Regions from separate parts of the Danio rerio genome. Here regions 1 and 2 are each linked to region 3. A link is a contact called in public Hi-C and Micro-C data. All regions are on one chromosome and are shown on one strand. Each heading gives the region's core, a stretch centred on a gene start, on an enhancer-like site or on the middle of the called end of the contact. The rest is flanking DNA. Distances are from core to core; before and after follow the strand shown. Region 1 holds the start of six5 (SIX homeobox 5). Region 2 holds the start of tmem123 (transmembrane protein 123). Region 3 holds the start of cep126 (centrosomal protein 126).

Region 1 (3,155 bases), core at 353-2,852, 160 kb before region 3:
GCTGAAATCACATGCTTGACTTTAAAACAACATTGGCACTATTAAATTGACTGTAAACAATGTTGTTTTTTGGTTGTTGGCTGCTAATATGGTTTCAATAATAATTTGCAATGACAACTTTTCTGAAATTATATTATTAAGGGGAAAGTCTAAATGTGCGAATATAAAATCAACTTTACCTCAATAGATTGAAACCGTGACCACAAGCAGAGGGCATCACAATGTTTTAAATTGTATTGAACTCTTTCACAGATTAGTTGTGGTTTACTTCCAGTACTCTGTGGGTCCAGTTTAAGTAGCCCACCCTTAAATCACATACATACTTATATTTAATTCACTATTCTCTCTGCCTTGAGATTTACAGGCCATGGACACAGAAAGATACTGTGGTGCAGGATTTCAGGAAACTCGAGCCACTCCTGGCGCCCCTATCTCACATTTCACAACAAAGCAACATGCTTTCAGTCTGTTTTCCGAGACCTCCTTGTCATTTACACTTTATCAATAAGTGTGCTATCAAGACAAACATCCCATCTTCACAACCTGCATCAGCCATTTGTTTATAAACAAACGCAAAGTTTCCATGTGCACAGCTTAAATATTTATTAAATACAACTCTGCCTTTATCTGTTGCACACTGGAAAAGTCCTTGAGGTAAAATGAGAATGTTAGCTTTATTCTATTCAGATGTCAAGATGACGGGTTGTCCTAATGTAAACCTCGCACACAGGAGAGGTTTGTTTACCGCTTTCCTCTCTCGGTTTGGCTCAAGAATGTTTCTTTTGGGCCTGAAAGACGTGCACTCCCAATTAAACACGCTTACCTTTTGCTGTTGGTACCGGACGGGGTCCGGTCCCTCTGTCGGCGATTCTTAAACCAGTTGCTCACTTGAGTCAAAGAAAGTCCGGTAACTTTGGCCAAATTCTTCTTCTCGGCCGGAGTGGGATACCTGTTGATCTTGTAACATTCCTTCAGAGCGTTGCGCGACTTCTCTTTGAAGCAGTACACCGTCTCCTCTCCGTCCCAAATGGTTTTGGGCAAAGGAAACTTTTTGCGCAGCCGATATTTATCCACGGCGCCCAAACTGCGACCCCGGGACCTCTCAGCCTCCTTGTATCGCGCCTTCAAGTAGAGGTCTTGCAGGAACCCATGGTTACTCGGGTGAAAGTCATGACTGTCCAGGATGGCGTACAACTCTTTGAATTCGTCCCGGTGGAAAGCGACCAGAGCCTGGGCCTTCAGCAGGGTCTCGTTGCCACGTAGCAGGTCGGCCGAAGGAGGGATGGTGGCGAGAAATCTCCACAGGCGATCCACATTGCCCGCTTGCAGGAGCGCTTCGCACAGACACGCGACTTGATCGGTGGAAAAACTGAGCGCCGAGTTCTGGAAGCTCTGCAACAGTTGTTCCGAAACTTCGTCCGGGTCCGTCTCCTCTTTCACTTTGGCTTCATTTTGCGCGCTCTCCTTTGGGCCGTTTTCAGTTTGTTCTGTGGACTCCAAAGACAAGGAAGCCATTTTTATTTTAACTTTTTTCCTTCAAGTTCCTCCTCCCTCCCCTTCGGTGTCTCTCTCCCATTCTCCCGTAGGCGAGTGAGCGCTGCAGCAGAGAGACGCGTCACGCCCCTGCGTTTCGTCAACCTCCCCCATCTACATCCACCAGCACACACACGCACTCACACTACAGGCCTGCTGCTTCAGTACCATTGTGCAATACTCTTTTTTCCAAAGCACATTTGTTTCACATTGGAAAATAAGCAATAAACACATTTAGATTTTGTTATAGCATGAAACTAAATCGCGTGCAGAAATTTTATTTATTGTTGTGCTTTATAAAAGGTTTATTGTTTCTTTCATTTTTTCATAAGTGAATGCTTTTAACATACGCAGCGAGCAATACGTTTTACATTAATGAATAACATTTAAATTGTTTTTTTTTTGTTTTTTTTTGCAATAACAACAGGCCATTACAACAAATAGAAATACAAAACCGATAGAATGAAAGTACAAGCAATATAAATATTACTTTTTTTGCCACAAGAGAAGTGTAACAATGTTAAAATAAATATGATAATAAAGGAAAATAAAGACAAAGAGAGAGAGAAAAAGAAAAAAATAATAAATGAGGGCACATGACAAAAATAAAACAAATTAATGCAGAATATTAAATAAAGCACATATTTTAAAAGGTATGTTTCAATTGCTTTCTTGTTGTGGACGTCTGTGATAGTTTTTAAATACAGTTCCAATTCTCATTTAAAAAATTGGCTTACATTGAGTATATTTGCATTTGTGTATGAAAAACTTTCCATTAAATAAAATGAGGTTTATGCAAAAAGTTGAATTTAAGGAATTGTTTTTCTTTAATATAAACCCCCAAAACATCATGTCTAGCATGAAGAAAAATCAATACAAACCTTTTGGACAATTTGAGAATTCACATCAGACCAGAAAGATTTAACAAAGGGACATTTTCCAAAACAAGCAACAGATTCAGAAGAAGTCTCAGAAAGAGCGAGACACGTTAATGTCATTTTTGAATTTTTGTAAAAATTGTTTAACTGGATAAAATCTGAATAATTTGAAAAGATATTTCTTTAATTTTATTTGTTAAAAAAATCTAGGGAGTGACCAAACATATATGACCATTTAATATCATCAAAGAGGTTGTTCTGATAAGAAATTACTTTTGAATTGTTTATGTTCTTTTTATTTCTCTAGAATTTAAGAGACACAAGTTATAATTCATGAATATATTCTTGTGGGCTCTATTTTCAATTTTATATCTCAATTAAAACTTTTGAATTCAGGATTGCTTTGAATGATTTCCTGGTCTAATGTCTACTATTTTTATTTTTTATTTCCTTACTCTTTGTATTTTATGATTATATTGTAAGGTGTCCTTTTTGAAAGGTACCTATAAATAAAAGGTATTATTATTATTATTATTATTATTATTATTAATGATATTATCTCTATTATTACTATTGCATTTGTAAAAGTTCAGATTAACGTTATGCATATATGATTTATAATTGTTACTCATGGTTAATTCAGTTTTTAATGAAACCTATTTGATTGTATGACTTCACATACTTTTTAAAAAGCTTATTCTGCTCATCAAGGCTGCATTTATTTGATCAATAATACACAGTTTA
Region 2 (3,061 bases), core at 456-2,955, 140 kb before region 3:
TTCCCCCTGGAACTGCCTTAATACGCAGCTCAGAACATGTTGATCTGGAAAATACTAATGCAGAACAGCACTAAAATCTTCATGGTTCATGGGTAATAATAAACATTTGTTTATGGTTCAGAAGGGTATGATTGGTTTCATTTGAATGCTGTAATTGTCTTATAGCAGTGCACTACTTTAACAAATCATAGAATAAGTAAAACGTTAGAGACAAGAGCAGGTATAAACATTGATTTTTTTTTGTTTGTTTGTTTGAGATGTTTAGGGAAATGCAAGCAAATTTCATGAGTTGTATATATTTTGAAGCATAGTATTAAAAAAAACTTAAATGAGATATTTGGTGGAAAAACTGACCAAAATTAGAGAACACTTTCAGATTCCTCTGTATTTGTGTTAATCTGACATCTGATGGAATTTCCTTGACAAAGAACCAACAGTCTAATTTCATTTATTTTGCAAGTTGGCCATCTGTTCTAGTATGACTGATGAAGACCAGCAATATTACCCCTAATTTAAGTGAATGCAAATATTTATAAACATTTCCTTCTGCAACATTATTCTGTTCATGCATTCATCATCCAGTCAGTATGCAATTGGCAAAGAGCCAAATGCACAGCAAAATAGGTAAGGCTGTTCATTCAAGCTAAAAATAATGAAATGGCAGACTGGAGTACTGCTGTAAACCTGATTCAAATTTTAATTAATTAATTTTCTTTTCGGCTTAGTCCCTTTATTAATTCGGAGTTGACGCAGCAGAGTGAACCAACCAACTTATCCATCACGTTTTACGCAGCAGATGCCCCTCCAGCTGCAACCCATTAATGGGAAATGATTGAAATTTATGGGGAAAAAATCCTTCTGATAGTCATTATCCTTAAAATTTGTCTAAAAACCCAGTACTGTTGGTGAACTGTGGAGATTGAGGAAGAGCTGATCAAGATCACAGGGTTAGCAGTGATAGACTAGTGATGTGCCTGTAGATTTGTTGCAGACATTTTTTTTTTTAGTTATTGACTGATGTAAACTTAAATAATTGCTATTTTCTTTTACGTGCTACAATTGTTGCTGTTCTCTAACTTTAATTACAAAATTGCTAAAGTGACTTTTTTTATAAGGAGAAAAAAAAGTTACATCAAGAAATACCTTCAAACGCTGAATGGTGAATATTGTCTCTAATGAATAAATAAATAATCTGCTTTAATGTTGCACTTCTGTCTCAACTTAAATTAAGTGACAAATTGTTTTATGATGCAATTTGAGCTCTCCAGGGAACCTTTTTTGTTTTTTAAACGGCCAAATTATAAAATGTATTTAATAAAACAATAAAAATAATATTTAAACTGAGTTTGTGAACTGGGTGTTAAAAATAATGACCTAAAATATTTTCCAAGCCACATTTTAGAAAGATTTATAAAATCAATTTTCCATCCACAGCATAACTTTGGTATTATTTAAGAAGTTACTTTTTACATTAGAATGGGGGGCACACTTTCATAACATCTAAAACATTGAAAACAATTACATTACAACCCCAACGTCCTTGCATTAAATATAACATTTTCACTATTCTTAATTTTTTTCTCATATTCTGCTTTAAATATTAAAAATCGTATCATCGATTGTAACTTACACAAGACATGCTAGAAATCGTTGGACTTTTGCACAAATCATCGTGGTCAGACCAACCCCCCCAGAAAAAACGTCTACAGTTCTTGTCCTTTTGCTGTCAGTAAGAAGCTGCGTGTATTTTCTAAAACTGGATAATCCTGTTTATTTATTTATTTAATTTATTGAAGAATGGTTTTTATCGCGTTTGAATGCCTGAAAGCCGTCGACAAGGATGCCTCAAGAATAACCTTAAGATTATTTTGCTCATGAATTTTGTTTGGATCATGATTGTGGAACTTTAAGTTCGTTAAGAAAATGAACCTCTGCTTATGGTTGAACCTCATAACATTTTCCGGTCTGCTTTTGTCGTTGGGTAAGTGTTTTTCAGTTGTTATTTTGGTATTATTGGTTGAATAGACTTGAAGCGCACTATTTAAAGGAAATTGCGAAAGCTTTCGTTGTGTATACGTGTACACAAGGTCTGGAACACTGGTTCTGTCTAAAAAACTGGGTGAGTTCCCTACCTAGACAACATCCTACGAGGCATTTCGCCGCATCATCAGATAACCAGAAAAGGCGACTCGTCGTTTTAAAATGTTTCAGGGATGAATATAAAGAGAACAACAAACAAACGGCTATTTAGGGACTGCAGTTGGCGTGAAATCTTGTTTTAAAGGTCATTCAAGTTTTAGACGTGCTGCAGATTTTGTTAGGCAAAAAACACGGTAAAGGCAGGAATACCTCACTAAAATCACTTTCAGCAAGTAAGTATTGATGTAGGCTACGTTTTTAATATTGACAACATTTTGTAAAGTTTTTGAAAGAGGGCTTGACATTTCCTGATTTATGTTCACCAAACGTTGTGTCTAAGGATTTCTAAAGTAACGTTAAGCCAGTTAGCAGGTTTCATATGGGCACATTTTTTTTATTATTTCTCATACTTTTAAATATTTATTATAAATGTCCAGTGGCCCCTTTAACACATTCTGTTGATTATAGTTAAAGTGCAGCTATACACGCCTTAGAGTTCAATTAATTAGAGTATAAGTAGGATTGTGGTTAGGTTTAGTGTAAACTGGCATGTAGCAACTTGTAAAGATTCTCATAGACAGATTTTGGTTGAGCAGTGTCAGCAGATACTAAGCAAACAGTCTGCTAATAATGCAATGAGAAATAGTTTGCATCTAGATGCATTGTAACCTCTAGTCAACAAAATGTGCAAAAGCGACTAAAATAAAGTGATACAGATGTAATTATTGTGTGCTACACAATTTAGATCTGGATGGACAGCTCATTATGTTTTGAGTCAGTCTTCATCTCTATAGCTGAATCATTTTTTCGCAAATTGTACACCACATGAATCTCTTAAATCACTGTATCTTAAATTTGAAAATACAGATTGCAATATTCCAGATGTTGTAGACCAGATGTGTAAACTATTTCAGCAAAATCT
Region 3 (3,542 bases), core at 128-2,627:
CCTTGATTAGGTTTTAGTTGTGTTTGATTAGGGTTGGAGCTGAAATCTGCAGGACACCGGACCTCCAGAAACAAGTTTGGTGATCACTGCTATAGGACATCATCTTCAAGACAAGACTTTCTGTAAGATTTGTGCAAAATGTATACTAAACTCAAAGAAAAAAACACAAGTTACCTTTGGATTACAAGTTCAATTTACATTATGCCACAACTTGGCCCTGTAGGTGAATGAAGTGGCAGAGAATATCTGTTGTTATCAAACATTGTTTACTTTACTAAGGCAGTTTAATGGAATCGATCCAATAGGCCTGTTTATGGAAGGTTTACAAAGAAATTTCATGCTACCTTTTAAAAGTATTTTGTAGTATTTTTAAAATACAATTTTATTTTGTGGCTGCTGTATTTTGTAGATTATTTTGCTACACTTAAAATATATGTATTTAGTATTTTATTTTAAAATACATTTTAGTGTATTTTTGCTCACAATCCCTGCATAAAGTCACCTTTAACATGTAATGCAAAATTGGTGAAATTCAGAATAGAAGTGAAGCAAAAAGTTAGGATAAATGTGTGAATAAATAGATTCAGTAATTTAAAATACAGGAGATCTACATAGAAAAAATAGTATGTAAAATATATACATACGAATTACAAGTTTGTTTATTAAGCAGATTGTTCAATTTCAAAAATCACTGGGATATATAATAACCACATATGTAAAGTTAACAAAAATATCTTTATCTCTCAATTTTATGTATTACCTTTTTGTAAATGACTTTTCTATTGTTATAAATTATTAGTCATATCATTTATAATGAATCATTTTGACTTATATAATGATTTAAGTGATTATTTAAATAAACAAATATTTTATTATCATGTATTTATTTTAATGTATTCTTTCAAAACATATGATTTCTGCTGTTTATTTGACAAGAAAATACTAGTTTAGATAAATGTTCACATTTAATTTAGTGCTACTTGCAGGTTCTTTGTGATTATTAACAAAATTTGCTAGCAATCATTCAATAAAGCTGCTTAATTTATTTTCTAGTAATCTGTAGATCCTTTTATGCAAATCTGTCAGATTATGCCATTATTATTATCTTCATTAAAACTCTAACTACAGATAAGTACAGATAAGTACAAGTTACTGGATGATTTTAATTTATAGACTAAGCAAAAAGTTTGCCTGTAAAATTTTCACCAGTAATCTTTTATCAGCCGTATGGTTTGCTGCCACAGTTAAGCTGTTGTTTACAGGAGATCTGGAATGAATGAAAATGACTTACACTGACTCCCAGGTTCTTGTTTCTTCTATTTCCCTCTTGAACCCCCCGTTTGTACTAAGCAAATAATAAACCCAGGCTAAGCATGTGGAGGACAAATGTAATCCAGATCTCTGTAATCCAGTTACTGTGAGACATCCTCTCTGATCCGGATTTACAGTCACAATGAAACACTGAGGGTGTGAAATGTATACTGCCTCAGAAGTTCTCTTCCACGCCGCATAGGGATTAAAGCTGCTTATACTGTCCTGATATTAGCACACATTAACACATTAAAAAACAAACCTTGAGGTGTTGCCCTTCTTTCATCTTAAGGGCTTTTGGAAAAACTTCACAGGGCAAAATTGTTGCGTTTTTAAATCACAGTAGATCATTTTCTCCAGCAGGAGACGTTAATGCTCCATTAATGCCACTTATGACTGATCGCTACTTCCGTGTCATAGCTCTAGAGGGCGCTGTTGACCCGTTTTTTCCTTTTTATTCGTGGGTGGGAAAATGTGTGTGTAGGCTATGTGTGGCAAAGACAGCGTGTCTGGAGAGATGGGGGTCAGATAAATTTTGCTAGTACAATTGTGTCGAACTGTCATCTGAGGAGGAAAGTGCTTCAATAGCGTTGAGAGAGTCTGACAGTGAAAGCCAGCTTTTCCTCGCTTTTATTGTGGCCCTCAGGGTAACATGAGTGATCATTTCTCCCAGACTGGTGGCTGACGTGTCACAAAAAAGGTGTCTCACACAAGCCGCATCGTCTGGGATTGATTGGCCCTCTCCTCTGTAAAACACAAGGTAACCGGATTTCGATTGGACTGTATTTATTTGGTCTTATTGGGAATTGAATTTGTCCCCATGTTCTGAGAAGGGATAATCAGAAAGTAAATAGCAGAGACTTGGGCTCGCTGTCACGCTCTTACTTTTATTTTTGAAAGTCAATATCCGTCCACTTGTTTAAAGTCTGAGGTGTTCGTTTGCGGACAACAATATACTTAAAAAGGAAAAGTTTTGACTTTGTGTTTTTTAGAAAAGTTTAACGTGCATATGACTATGAATCAAAATGAAACCTGTTCACAGATACACAGACTTAAAGGGCACATATTTTATCCTTTTATAAGATTTAAGATACGTTTTTATGTCTCCAGGATGTGTCTGTAAAGTTTCAGCTCAAAACACCAATCATATTATTTATTATACTTTTCAGAATATTGGTATAAGAGTGTCTCCGTCTCAGCAGCATCAGATAAACAGCACAGTGACAGACATGAAGGAAAAAGATCTCACATAACGTTTGCGAGAAATATTACAGTGAAAATTTTCCCAATGATTATTTGATGTATTTGTTGTGGAGTTAATTCACACACAATGTCCTTACAAAATTCACGCACACACACAACGCATGCGTGAGTTTAACTTTGCACTGTTTTTGCACGGCAAATGTGACTTTTAGAGATATCATTACTAAGATTGAAGATGTTACTAGTTACCCAGTAGGTAGTGCTGTTGCCTCACACGAAGAAGGTCGCTTGTTCGCACCTCAGCTCGGCTTGGCTCAGTTGGCGTTTCTGTGTCGAATTTGCATGTTCTCCCTGTCTGCCTGGGTTTCGTCCGGGTGCTCCGGTTTCCCCTACAGTCCAAAGACATGTGGTATAGGTCAATAAGGCAGGCTAAATTGTCTGTAGTGTATAAGTGTGTGTATAAATGAGTGTGTGTGGATGTTTCCCAGAGATGGGTTGCCGCTGCGTAAAAACGTGCTGGATAAGTTGGTGGTTCATTCCGCTGTGGTGATCCCGGAATAAAAAAGGGACTAAGCCGAAAAGAAAATGAATGAATGAATGAATGAATGTGACCAAAAAAAATATAAATAAGGGCAGTGGCTTAGTAGTTAGCACTGTCTCGGCCGGGCTAGTTGGCAATTCTGTGTGGAGTTTGCATGTTCTCTCCGTGTTGGTGTGGGTTTCCTCTGGGTGCTCTGGCTTTGCCCACAATCCAAAGACATTTGCAATAGGTGAATTAAATAAACTAGCTTGTTAAGAGCAATTTTAAAAGCAATTTTACTGGCCACGCAATGGATGAAAACACAATGAACAGATACTTTTCCAACTCATTATCTGCAATGTTTTTTTCAATGTTTTTTTTTTACAGTTCATCCAGAGATCCTCTTCAAGACAGGACTTTATGTATACAATTTTTACAAAATATATACTAAAGTGAAAGAGAACTAAATGTTTATGAATACTTATTCATGTACAGTAGAGGTGAATGG

What was found. A called contact is a pair of places that touch in the nucleus more often than the background predicts.
Region 1: a contact with region 3 is called in a Micro-C map of caudal fin, with 5 times the contacts expected there. The contact joins the promoter of six5 here to the promoter of cep126 in region 3. A contact is called at or near these places in 1 of 18 Hi-C or Micro-C datasets (caudal fin) and 2 of 4 datasets of contacts at active chromatin or transcription factors (caudal fin and gastrula embryo).
Region 2: a contact with region 3 is called in a Hi-C map of fibroblasts, with 3 times the contacts expected there. The contact joins the promoter of tmem123 here to the promoter of cep126 in region 3. A contact is called at or near these places in 6 of 18 Hi-C or Micro-C datasets (caudal fin, embryo, fibroblasts and 2 more) and 2 of 4 datasets of contacts at active chromatin or transcription factors (caudal fin and gastrula embryo).

Annotation. Positions count from the first base shown.
Region 1 is chr18:40,174,268-40,177,422 of GRCz12tu, forward strand. six5 (SIX homeobox 5) reads right to left here and starts at 1,603. Exons shown (of 3, transcript NM_131720.2): 1 at 824-1,603. The coding sequence starts at 1,515.
Region 2 is chr18:40,194,568-40,197,628 of GRCz12tu, forward strand. tmem123 (transmembrane protein 123) reads left to right here and starts at 1,706. Exons shown (of 4, transcript XM_021473324.3): 1 at 1,706-1,981. The coding sequence starts at 1,924.
Region 3 is chr18:40,337,958-40,341,499 of GRCz12tu, forward strand. cep126 (centrosomal protein 126) reads right to left here and starts at 1,378. Exons shown (of 15, transcript XR_012394082.1): 1 at 1,292-1,378.